Regions from separate parts of the Arabidopsis thaliana genome. Here region 1 is linked to region 2. Evidence: chromatin contacts called from public ChIA-PET data. All regions are on one chromosome and are shown on one strand. Each heading gives the region's core, a stretch centred on a gene start, on an enhancer-like site or on the middle of the called end of the contact. The rest is flanking DNA. Distances are from core to core; before and after follow the strand shown. Region 1 holds the start of J8 (Chaperone DnaJ-domain superfamily protein). Region 2 holds the start of FDM5 (XH/XS domain-containing protein).

What was found. ChIA-PET counts read pairs in DNA pulled down with a chosen protein or histone mark.
Region 1: an H3K4me3 ChIA-PET map of shoot shows a contact between it and region 2, with 13 read pairs. The contact joins the promoter of J8 here to the promoter of FDM5 in region 2. A contact is called at or near these places in 4 of 26 Hi-C or Micro-C datasets (callus, root and seedling), 1 of 2 datasets of contacts at active chromatin or transcription factors (shoot) and 1 of 3 other capture datasets (root).

What each region holds. Positions count from the first base shown.
Region 1 is chr1:30,401,705-30,406,348 of TAIR10.1, reverse strand. It overlaps J8 (Chaperone DnaJ-domain superfamily protein), which reads left to right and starts at 1,636. Exons shown (of 3, transcript NM_106740.5): 1 at 1,636-2,042; 2 at 2,131-2,199; 3 at 2,307-2,846. The coding sequence starts at 1,800. The coding sequence ends at 2,486. AT1G80910 (vacuolar fusion CCZ1-like protein (DUF1712)) reads right to left here. Exons shown (of 10, transcript NM_106739.4): 4 at 4,500-4,644; 5 at 4,309-4,418; 6 at 4,134-4,229; 7 at 3,557-3,982; 8 at 3,316-3,471; 9 at 3,009-3,223; 10 at 2,623-2,913. The coding sequence ends at 2,883. It overlaps AT1G80930 (MIF4G domain-containing protein / MA3 domain-containing protein), which reads left to right. Exons shown (of 7, transcript NM_106741.3): 7 at 222-1,010. The coding sequence ends at 575.
Region 2 is chr1:30,356,507-30,361,064 of TAIR10.1, reverse strand. It overlaps FDM5 (XH/XS domain-containing protein), which reads right to left and starts at 1,416. Exons shown (of 9, transcript NM_001335009.1): 1 at 1,368-1,416; 2 at 1,169-1,194; 3 at 1-798. The coding sequence starts at 785. It overlaps AT1G80780 (Polynucleotidyl transferase, ribonuclease H-like superfamily protein), which reads right to left and starts at 3,065. Exons shown (of 1, transcript NM_179584.3): 1 at 1,510-3,065. The coding sequence starts at 2,548. The coding sequence ends at 1,724. PDE318 (P-loop containing nucleoside triphosphate hydrolases superfamily protein) reads right to left here. Exons shown (of 13, transcript NM_106725.5): 7 at 4,476-4,558; 8 at 4,283-4,396; 9 at 4,133-4,204; 10 at 4,018-4,054; 11 at 3,809-3,921; 12 at 3,453-3,659; 13 at 3,097-3,368. The coding sequence ends at 3,279.

The DNA of each region.
Region 1 (4,644 bases), core at 387-2,886, 45 kb before region 2:
AGAATCTTCAGAACTCATTTGACTATTTCATGAAACTCAATTTCAGAGCTGTTCATCTCATTAATTTGATTGGAGATATGTTCATGTGATTGATTAATTTCTTGTTTCATATGAATTATGAAATTATGGATATGTTACATCACAATTAGGGCTCTGCTGATAAATTTTGTTAAGGTGTGGAAAATTGGTATTTGAGACTGTTTGGTTTGCATTTTTTGCAGGAATTGTCAGAACACTTGGGGATTAGGCTGCTTAATGAGAGGCTTCAGGATCCAACAATGCAGGAATCACTTGAATCTATATTCCCTAAGGATAATCCAAAGAACACGAGGTTTGCAATCAACTTCTTTACGTCCATTGGTCTTGGAGGCATCACAGAGAATCTGAGAGAGTATCTGAAGAACATGCCAAGCCTCATCATGCAACGGCAGAAGCAAGTTGCGGAATCAGAATCAGGATCATCATCTGGATCTGACAGTTCTGATTCCGAGTCTGAATCTGAGTCAGGCTCATCATCTTCTTCTAGTTCGGATGAAAGCGACAGAGAAAAGAGGAAGCGAAGAAGAAGATCATGAAGACTGTTTTGCTTGCTGTCTCCAGACTCCAGCAAATTTCTTGAAATTTCACATCTTGTTTTGGCTATTTCAACTTGAATTTTCTTGAGAACTCACTGAGCAATCATCTGGTGCTGTTCTTGCATATCAATTACGCAATAACCTGATGACAAGAGAATAGACAGTGGAAGGTTTGTGAACGGAAATGTTTTTGTTTGTTGTTGTCTAAATGTTTTATAAGACATTTTTATATAATTTGCTATGGTTTTTATGGGAAATTAGCTAAGTTCTCTATATAATAGCTTTGTATTAAAATTGTTAAACTGTTTAAGATAAATTTGATCAATAGGACCATAGATGTATATTTTTGTTGGGTACATTTTGTGATCCAAATTTATTTGCGTGTTCTGATTGGAATCATGAGATATTTTAAATGGTGAAAAGTATCAAATTGCCAAGGAATCTTTTTTTCGTATATTTGTTCTTCAAATAATTTTGTTTTTTGGATAAGAACGGATATTATGATCGGTCTTTCTCACTGATTTCAAAGTCAAAATATCACAATTCCAAAAACATATATCTTAAAAACTATTTCTTCAAATTGTCTCAAAGTATTACTGTGGTGCAAAGCTTTCCAAATCGTACTAATGGTTTATTACTTTTTAAAATAAAAAGTTTTGGGTGCTCTTAGTTTAGCGTGAATCTACTACCCACAGTATCTAAAACATACTTAATTAGTAAAGAAAACTGAATTGTACTTAACTACAACTTTAAACACATGCCAAGTACCAACAACCTATCAACCATTTCCTCTGTCTTTCACATTTTGTTAAGCCATACCAGAATTAAGACCTCAATAAAGTAGATAACTTTGAACAAAGTAGATGCTTTTTTTATTTTTGGAAAACAATATTAAACTTTTTTAAACATAACAACAAAAAGGTTGGGATGGATAACTTTTTTTTTATTTATAAATCTACTGTATGTGTAAAAATAGTAAAAAACAATTTGGCCGTGGAAATCGGTAGCGTTATGGATAAGGACACTTTGAGATGAGTCACCGTTTCCTTTCTTTATAAATAATCCCGCTTCCTCTCTTTATCCAATCCATTAAATCCTAAAATCCATTATTGATTGAATCTTCGAGTTACCAACAAAAAAAAAACTCTCCTTTATTTCAGTCTTCTTTTACAAATCATAATCTTCTCTTTGATTCCATCTTGTGAACCACCGGCATAAGAAAATATGACAATTGCTTTAACGATCGGAGGAAACGGGTTTTCGGGTCTACCAGGATCGTCGTTTTCTTCATCATCTTCGTCGTTTCGATTAAAAAACAGCAGAAGAAAGAACACGAAGATGCTCAACAGATCAAAAGTCGTTTGTTCTTCTTCATCTTCTGTAATGGATCCGTATAAGACTCTTAAGATCCGACCCGATTCATCTGAATACGAGGTCAAGAAAGCTTTCAGACAACTCGCTAAAAAGGTTTGACCTTTTGTTTAGCTCAATCATCTTAGATCTGGGTTTTTAAAATTTGACATCTTTCTGATCGATTTTGATTTGATTGTTGCAGTATCATCCTGATGTTTGTAGAGGAAGCAATTGTGGGGTACAGTTTCAGACAATTAACGAAGCTTACGATGTAAGCGTGTGCTTATGAAAGCTAACTATGCTTTTTGGTTAACTTAAAACAGATTTAAATTCGCTTTTGTAATGAAAATTGATCTCTTTGTTTTTTTTTCTTTGAAGATTGTGTTGAAGCAAATTAAAAATCAGATGGAAGGGACGGAGGAATTTGAGCCGTTCGATGTATACGACGAGGGATTGAACGGAATGAATGATCCAGATTGCGACACGTGGGAAGAATGGATGGGATGGGAGGGAGCAGGAACCCGTGATTACTCCTCTCACGTTAATCCTTACGCTTGATAAACGAATGATTTCACTAATTAATTTCGAAAGAAATCATCCAAATGTGTATAAATAACAATCAGAGAGAGACTAAAAGCACAACAATGTAAATAAGTGAAATTTGTCTCGGATAATGATTGCTTAAATGTGAATAAAGTAATCTCTCCTTTGTGTAAAAGCGTTTTTAGCTTTCCTGATTTTGGAACTAATCTTTGAGATTAAGCGAAGGTTTTATTCAAACCGTCAAGGGTCAAGTTCCACGTTTACTTTTAGTTGTGGATACAAAAGTCACCAAATTCTCATTCTTTGTAACGGTTTCTTTTATATCTTATAATTGAAAATCTAAAACATATCTCAAAACACTTCAAAAACACTTTCCTTTGCAACTTCTATCAAAACAAACAATTGCAGAATCTAATCCATGGGGAATGCCCCGCTGCAGTACCTGAAGAAATTGGCAACATCATTTCATTTTTTTTGTTTGGAAACCCTAATTCATGGGTTAGTACTTTAGTAGTAGTAGTAACTAAAAAGTTTTACCTGTTGCTGAATCTTTGGACAGAGTCTGTAGCATCAAGAAGAGTTTCACTTGCTTTCTCTAAAGCCATGTAAAGCTCTTTACCTCTGTTTAGACGCGCGATGACCCATGTGTTGTTCTTCGCTCGAATGCATATTTCCATGTCTTTCTCTTGCTTCGAGCGGTTTTTTTCTGTATCCACTTCTTCCCTTAGCTTGTTTAGTGCAAGCAAAGACTCCTACGAAATCAGAGACAATTTTGTTACACTCTTGCTTATGCTACTCACGAGATCGCAGTATATGAATATGATTGATGGAAGTTCTCTCTCACCTTTGCTAGTGTTGCTACCTTTCCTGGTGGAGAAGCTCTGGAAACTTCCATGTCATTATCAACTAGTAAGTAACGGTAACCGCTTACATGGTAAGCATTCTCACCGCCCCACCCTTTCGATAGCTTCTCTTCGACTTTCAAGATTTTGGTCGATGCCTGCAAAAATGCATAGAGATGATAAGGGATGGAGTCTGAAAAGATTTTACAATGAAGCAAGACAGGTTTACAGAGATGAGCTAACGTTTTCAATAACTTGCTGCTTCACGAATGAGATGTCTAGCTCTCCATTAACAATTGCAGCGATAGGCACGAGAAGAACCAAGGTGAGACTCTTGTACTGATAAGTCAAAAGGTAAAAACTTTCCTGTGTCTTCTGTATCAAAATTGTCGGGGTGGCATCTAAACCCCAAATATCAGTTACAAGAAACCCATCTTTCCCCTTCGACCACTTATCGTGCTGCAAAGGTCTAATAACACGACCTGTGCTACTACCATTTCCCGAAGGCAATGTACCACCTGAACCAAGAGGGGGCACCGTAGTAGATCTAGAAGATATTTGAGGTGAACCGGATCCTTTGCGTAGATATGACCAGGAACTTGTGCCAGATGATAGCGCGTTTGTGGTTAATCTCATGACAGAAAATGCAAACAAGTCGACGGTATCATCCTGAAAAGAGAAGAGAGAGAGAAGACAAAGACTAAAGCTTTTAGTATTAGTGAACAATATAGTCTACACAGACCACGATAATTTAAGAATCTTAACGACTCAACAATCTTGGCAAATATGATTAATGCGAATGAGGGATTTGAAAACATACAGGTGAGAGAGTTGTTGACACCAGTAGATCATGAAATAGAATCACAGAGTGGCATCGAACGGTCCCAGCACATGAATCTAGCACTCCGACGAGAGACTGTACATCTAAATAATACTATTCAAAATAGTGAACTTTTTTTTTGTTTCGAAACGCATCTTCTGATAGAGAAACAAACCTGAACTTCAAGTGCCGCATCTCTAGCTAAAGTTAGCATCTGAACTGTTCCACGCTCTTTCAAAGTGTCACGGAAGGAAGGTAACTGTTGTTTTTTCCCAACGAAAAGATCTGCCCCAAAATAGAAAAACTTTTGATAAGTGCTACTACACAGGGATTTTGTGGGCTATAGACTTGGTGATTATTGCTTACCATTTAAATAGTCTGTGATGAATGGATACAAGTGCGATCTTACAAGTCCTCCAGTTGGTTCTTTCTCAAGCAATGCCCTAATTGACCCTTGAAACATAACAAAGAGAGAGTGCACTTCCTTAAGCACTCTCCGCAATGCATCAAT
Region 2 (4,558 bases), core at 167-2,666:
TTATTTGCTAGATCATCCACCACAATACTCTTATTCTGAATTTCCTCCTTGGTGATATCAGAGAAACTTCTCAGTTTTCCTACTTTGGACAGGTACTCTGCTATCGACCCTTGAGAGTTGTAGTCATCTGCACGTGCGCACCAACCATAAGCCTTAGACCTCCAGTCTCCTCTTTTATCAATCCAGTCCTTTCTGCCGCAGCCCCTAATCTCATATTCCTTCTCAAGCTCTGTGACACTCTTAAACCCACTCCAACCACTGTTAAACTGAGGAATGACGGCAACTACGGATTCCTGGTCAAGCCAAAGGGTTTTCACCTCAAGAGGATTGAACCTAGCGAGCTTCTTCAACCAGTAGGCTGAATCAAGGAGCACATTCTTGTTATCAGTTCTTCTTACAGGGTTGATGACAATCCCCATCCAAGGCCAGACATAAATGTCATCCACAACTGCCTGAGACTGCTCCGTTGAGGAAGAGGGGATTTGTGGGCGTGGGACATCAGCATCACCAGCAAGCTCGTTCTCCATGTATTTAGCCAACGCAAAGTGATTTGCTTTTTGCTTAGCACTTCTACTCGCAGATCCTTTGGCAACACCAGACGCATGAGCAAGTAGCTCCTTATACTTGTAATGCTGCTTCTTCTTCCCAGCGCAAAAGGGACACCTGAATGTGTCCTTCACCTTAACCTTGTAATCCCCATTCATCAGTTTCTCGTAAGGTTTTTCATAATAGACATCTATCTCAGACTCACTGATCTCTGACTCTTCATCAGAACTGTTATCCATCCTAGTAGGTGGCCTGTAATCACCAGATTTATAGGATTAGTTGACGAAAAACAGATTTAAGAAACAAAACAGGTTCTGTAGTGAGAATTCTAAGAGTCATGTTAGAATAGAAGAAATTAAGCAACTAAGAGTTGGACTTTTATTATGCCAAACAAAACAAAGAGAACCATTAGATAAATGAACAGGCAAAAGCACATATGAAGACCAATCGAAATGATGGTCACAACGATGTAAGTAATCAAAATCTTGACAATAACTAGTAAATGCGTTTACTATCACAGACACCAAGTTAAAAAAACCTAGAACGCTATATCCTTCACCAAATCAGCAGATTCGCAACTAGGAAATAAGAGCAATAACCCAGAAACACCATTAAAACTTACCCAGACACGTTCTCTGTCCCTTTGATCTGCGAGTAAACGAGCCACAAATGTTAGTCTCACATGGAAATACCTAAATCGAAAAAAAAAATCAACGAGAACCGGCGCGAAAGGCAAAGTTCTCAGTAATCACATAGAAACCCCGTATGTCACGAAAATGAACCTCAGAATCGTCGGAGAAGAAGAGTGTCAAGTCACTAACCTCAGATGATGATGACCGAAGCTTGCGCGAAGAAGAGGCTTGAGATTCAATAATACCAACTAAACGCTGATTGCAATTTAATGGCCCTATCCAATAGCAACAGTGGGCCTTATATTAGGCCCACGCAACCATATCCATACGGTAACTAACATTTTTCCCATTCGCCTCTTTATTTTCAGACACAAAACAGTTCAACTTTCAGACAATTGTGATCATACCTCTTCATTTTCATGTTTCATTAAATTATTTTGAATTTAGATCCTACATTTTGTGGAGTTATAAGTGTCTGATGATGCATTCTTATAATGGAAAAAGAGAGAAAATAGTTTTCAGGAAATTTTTTATTTAATTTTTTGCTAGATAGCAACCTGACCATTTTCAACACCTAATCCATACAAAACACCAGAATATTTGTGCAACGGACCAACGAAGAAATTCTCCTTGAGCTTTCTGAAAGTACAAGACGTGAGTAAACTATCCGAACCAGCTTGGTGACAGATCCCAACTCTCTCCACTTCCAGCAACTCCGCAAGCTTGTTGAGACCACCGTGAAGGCTGTTGCAGAACTTCATCAGGTGTTTAATGTCGTACACGGTCGGAAAATAAACGTTGATGAGCTTGAAGAAGTCTGTTTGCGAATCCGGCAGGTTTTGGCAAGTCAAGAGCTTTAGCAAGTATCCGAAATCGTACCCACTGTGGAATGTAACCCAATGCACGTTTTCGTTCAAGACGATCCCGGAGGACATTAAGAGCTCTGCGAATCTCTTGGAATCGATCCCGTCTAGCGTGTTTTTGGCAAGGTCGATGCCTGATTGCTTGAGAAGCTCGATGGAATCGAGAGCGAAGATATCGGAATCGAGATCGAATTCTCGGAAATTGAATTGCCAGATGCAATACTTGTCAGTGCCACAGGTAGGGAGGTTGCCTTGTTCATTGGAGAAAGTGAGGCCAAGCTGGATCATCTTGAGGATGTTGACGTTCGTCTTCAAGGTTTCGTAGTGGTAATCAGCGTTGGATTTGAAAGTTCCGACAGGTCGGACGACGATGCCGGGGAACTCAGTGTCCATGGCGACGTAAGGGAAGTCGTCGACGACATCTCGGATCAGATCCATTTCTTCTTGAAGGTTATCGTTCCAGACTTCGCGAATTTGAATCGAATCGTCTTTCAGAAACAGAGACATGTCTATGAATGACGAATTTGGTGAGCATCTGGATTATTGATGATGATGATGAATTGATGATGATGATAATGATAAGACGGTGGAAATAGAAAACCTAGAACGGATCTAGAGGAAGACCCGATCTGGTTTCATCAAAATCTGCGGTAAAATCAAACACCAACAAAGCAAAAATCAAACACAGAAATTGAGATAAGAAGGCGGTGGTGATAGATATATCGAACCTGATAAACAAAGCCGAAGTAGGTGGATGGATATTTCTAGAGACGGCGGCGATTGTTGTGGTTAGGGTTTCAGGGAAGGATGTGGTGGTTTATCGATACCCAAAATGGAAGCAGAGAAGAAGAGATAATATTATTATTACTTATCGATTTCTATTTTTTTAATATTTTTTTTTAATCTCTGTTCTGAATCCGATATTTTATTGTTCTCCACAAGTTTTCTTGTTTCTGTCTACTTCTGACAATTTCAGGATCGTTCCTTTTTTTGTGCGTCACAATTTTCCTTTGGCAACATTTTTCTCTTTTTTTAAAAACAATCTAATCCTGCATTATTGCTAAAACTTATATATGTATATATATATATGCGTACCAAATCCACTACTAACAAGGGAGGAGAGAAATAGCTATGTATATATAATGCATTAAGATTTTAATCCTATTTAAGTATATTAAAAACAAATGAGACATTAATGTCAAAATGCTAAAATGGGCAAAAAATCTCTAGCTAAGCACTAGCAAGTAGCAACACTTTGATCAGTTTTCTCTCCACTTTGGATCTTCTCCATCTCACTACTCAGTACTTCCTTCACTTTGTTCTTTAGCTGCAGAGCCATGTAGAGAAACAGACCACTCAAAACACACTCTTGCTTTCTTTCCACATTAAATATTTCTGGTAAGTTTCATACCTCATTGAGACCTTGTTCTGTTTTCACCGAGACATGAATTGATTCATCAGGTCCTCTTTCCCGGTACTTAATGATTTCCGCGTCATCACTGCTTCTATCTTCTTTGGCATACATCACCGGTGAGCCTCCCAGCAGATCGCATTTGGACACAGCATCAATCCACAGGTAATCCTTAAACCTCTCTTTCATCTCTTTATATATTTGAAACTGCAATGCCCTCACAACAAACATATAACTGAATCAGGATATATCAGACCCAATTATTCGGCAAATCAGATAACGGTGCACATTCTTGTGCTTTCCTTTGACACATCTGATGCAACGAAATCCATAAGGATTTGTTTCTTACTATATACCTGATCAGAAGGAGAAGTCCCACATTCTCCCGTTAGATCATGAACATATAGAACCGCGGTTGGAAGATGAGTGAGTACAGCAAGAGTTAACTTCTCTAGATTATTCCTATCCTCTGTAATTACCAAATAAAAAAATACAAGAATCAAGACTTAATCAAATATCATATAGTTATTCATCCACATGAGAGTTCGTAGCAACTAGACTTTACCATCGCATCTCCTAAGAAGGCCAGGGGTGTCTGTAACCTGCAATGCGTTTCTGGATGATTCAATAATCTATATCATGAGGAAAGTGATTAGACGCAGCGAAGTAAGCAACGCAACCTGAAATCGTTGGTAGTTTAAAACGATGTGACCCATCAGAATTCCTCTGGTTGTGAAAGGATAATTGCAAATCTGACAACCGAAAAAACCATAAGCATTAGACAATGCAAGTTATTATCACATATATAAAGATTGGTACATAAGGCAGACCTCAGGCTTCCCTGTTGACAGTATGCGAACCAATGATGACTTCCCAACGTTTGGTGCTCCGACAAGGCAAAGAGTCGGCATTTCCAAGTCAACAACTGGCATAGCCCTCAAAACCTGCAAAGTGCGTAACTCTGTTCATACATACAATTCTGATAACACTGGAAGAGACAAACAAAAGATTCTAGTAAGGAACCTTCGCTATAGTTAGCAAATCATCAACAGCTCCCCCTTGTTGTTGGAAAACCAATTCCAGCTTCTCCACACCTTCGCTCAAGC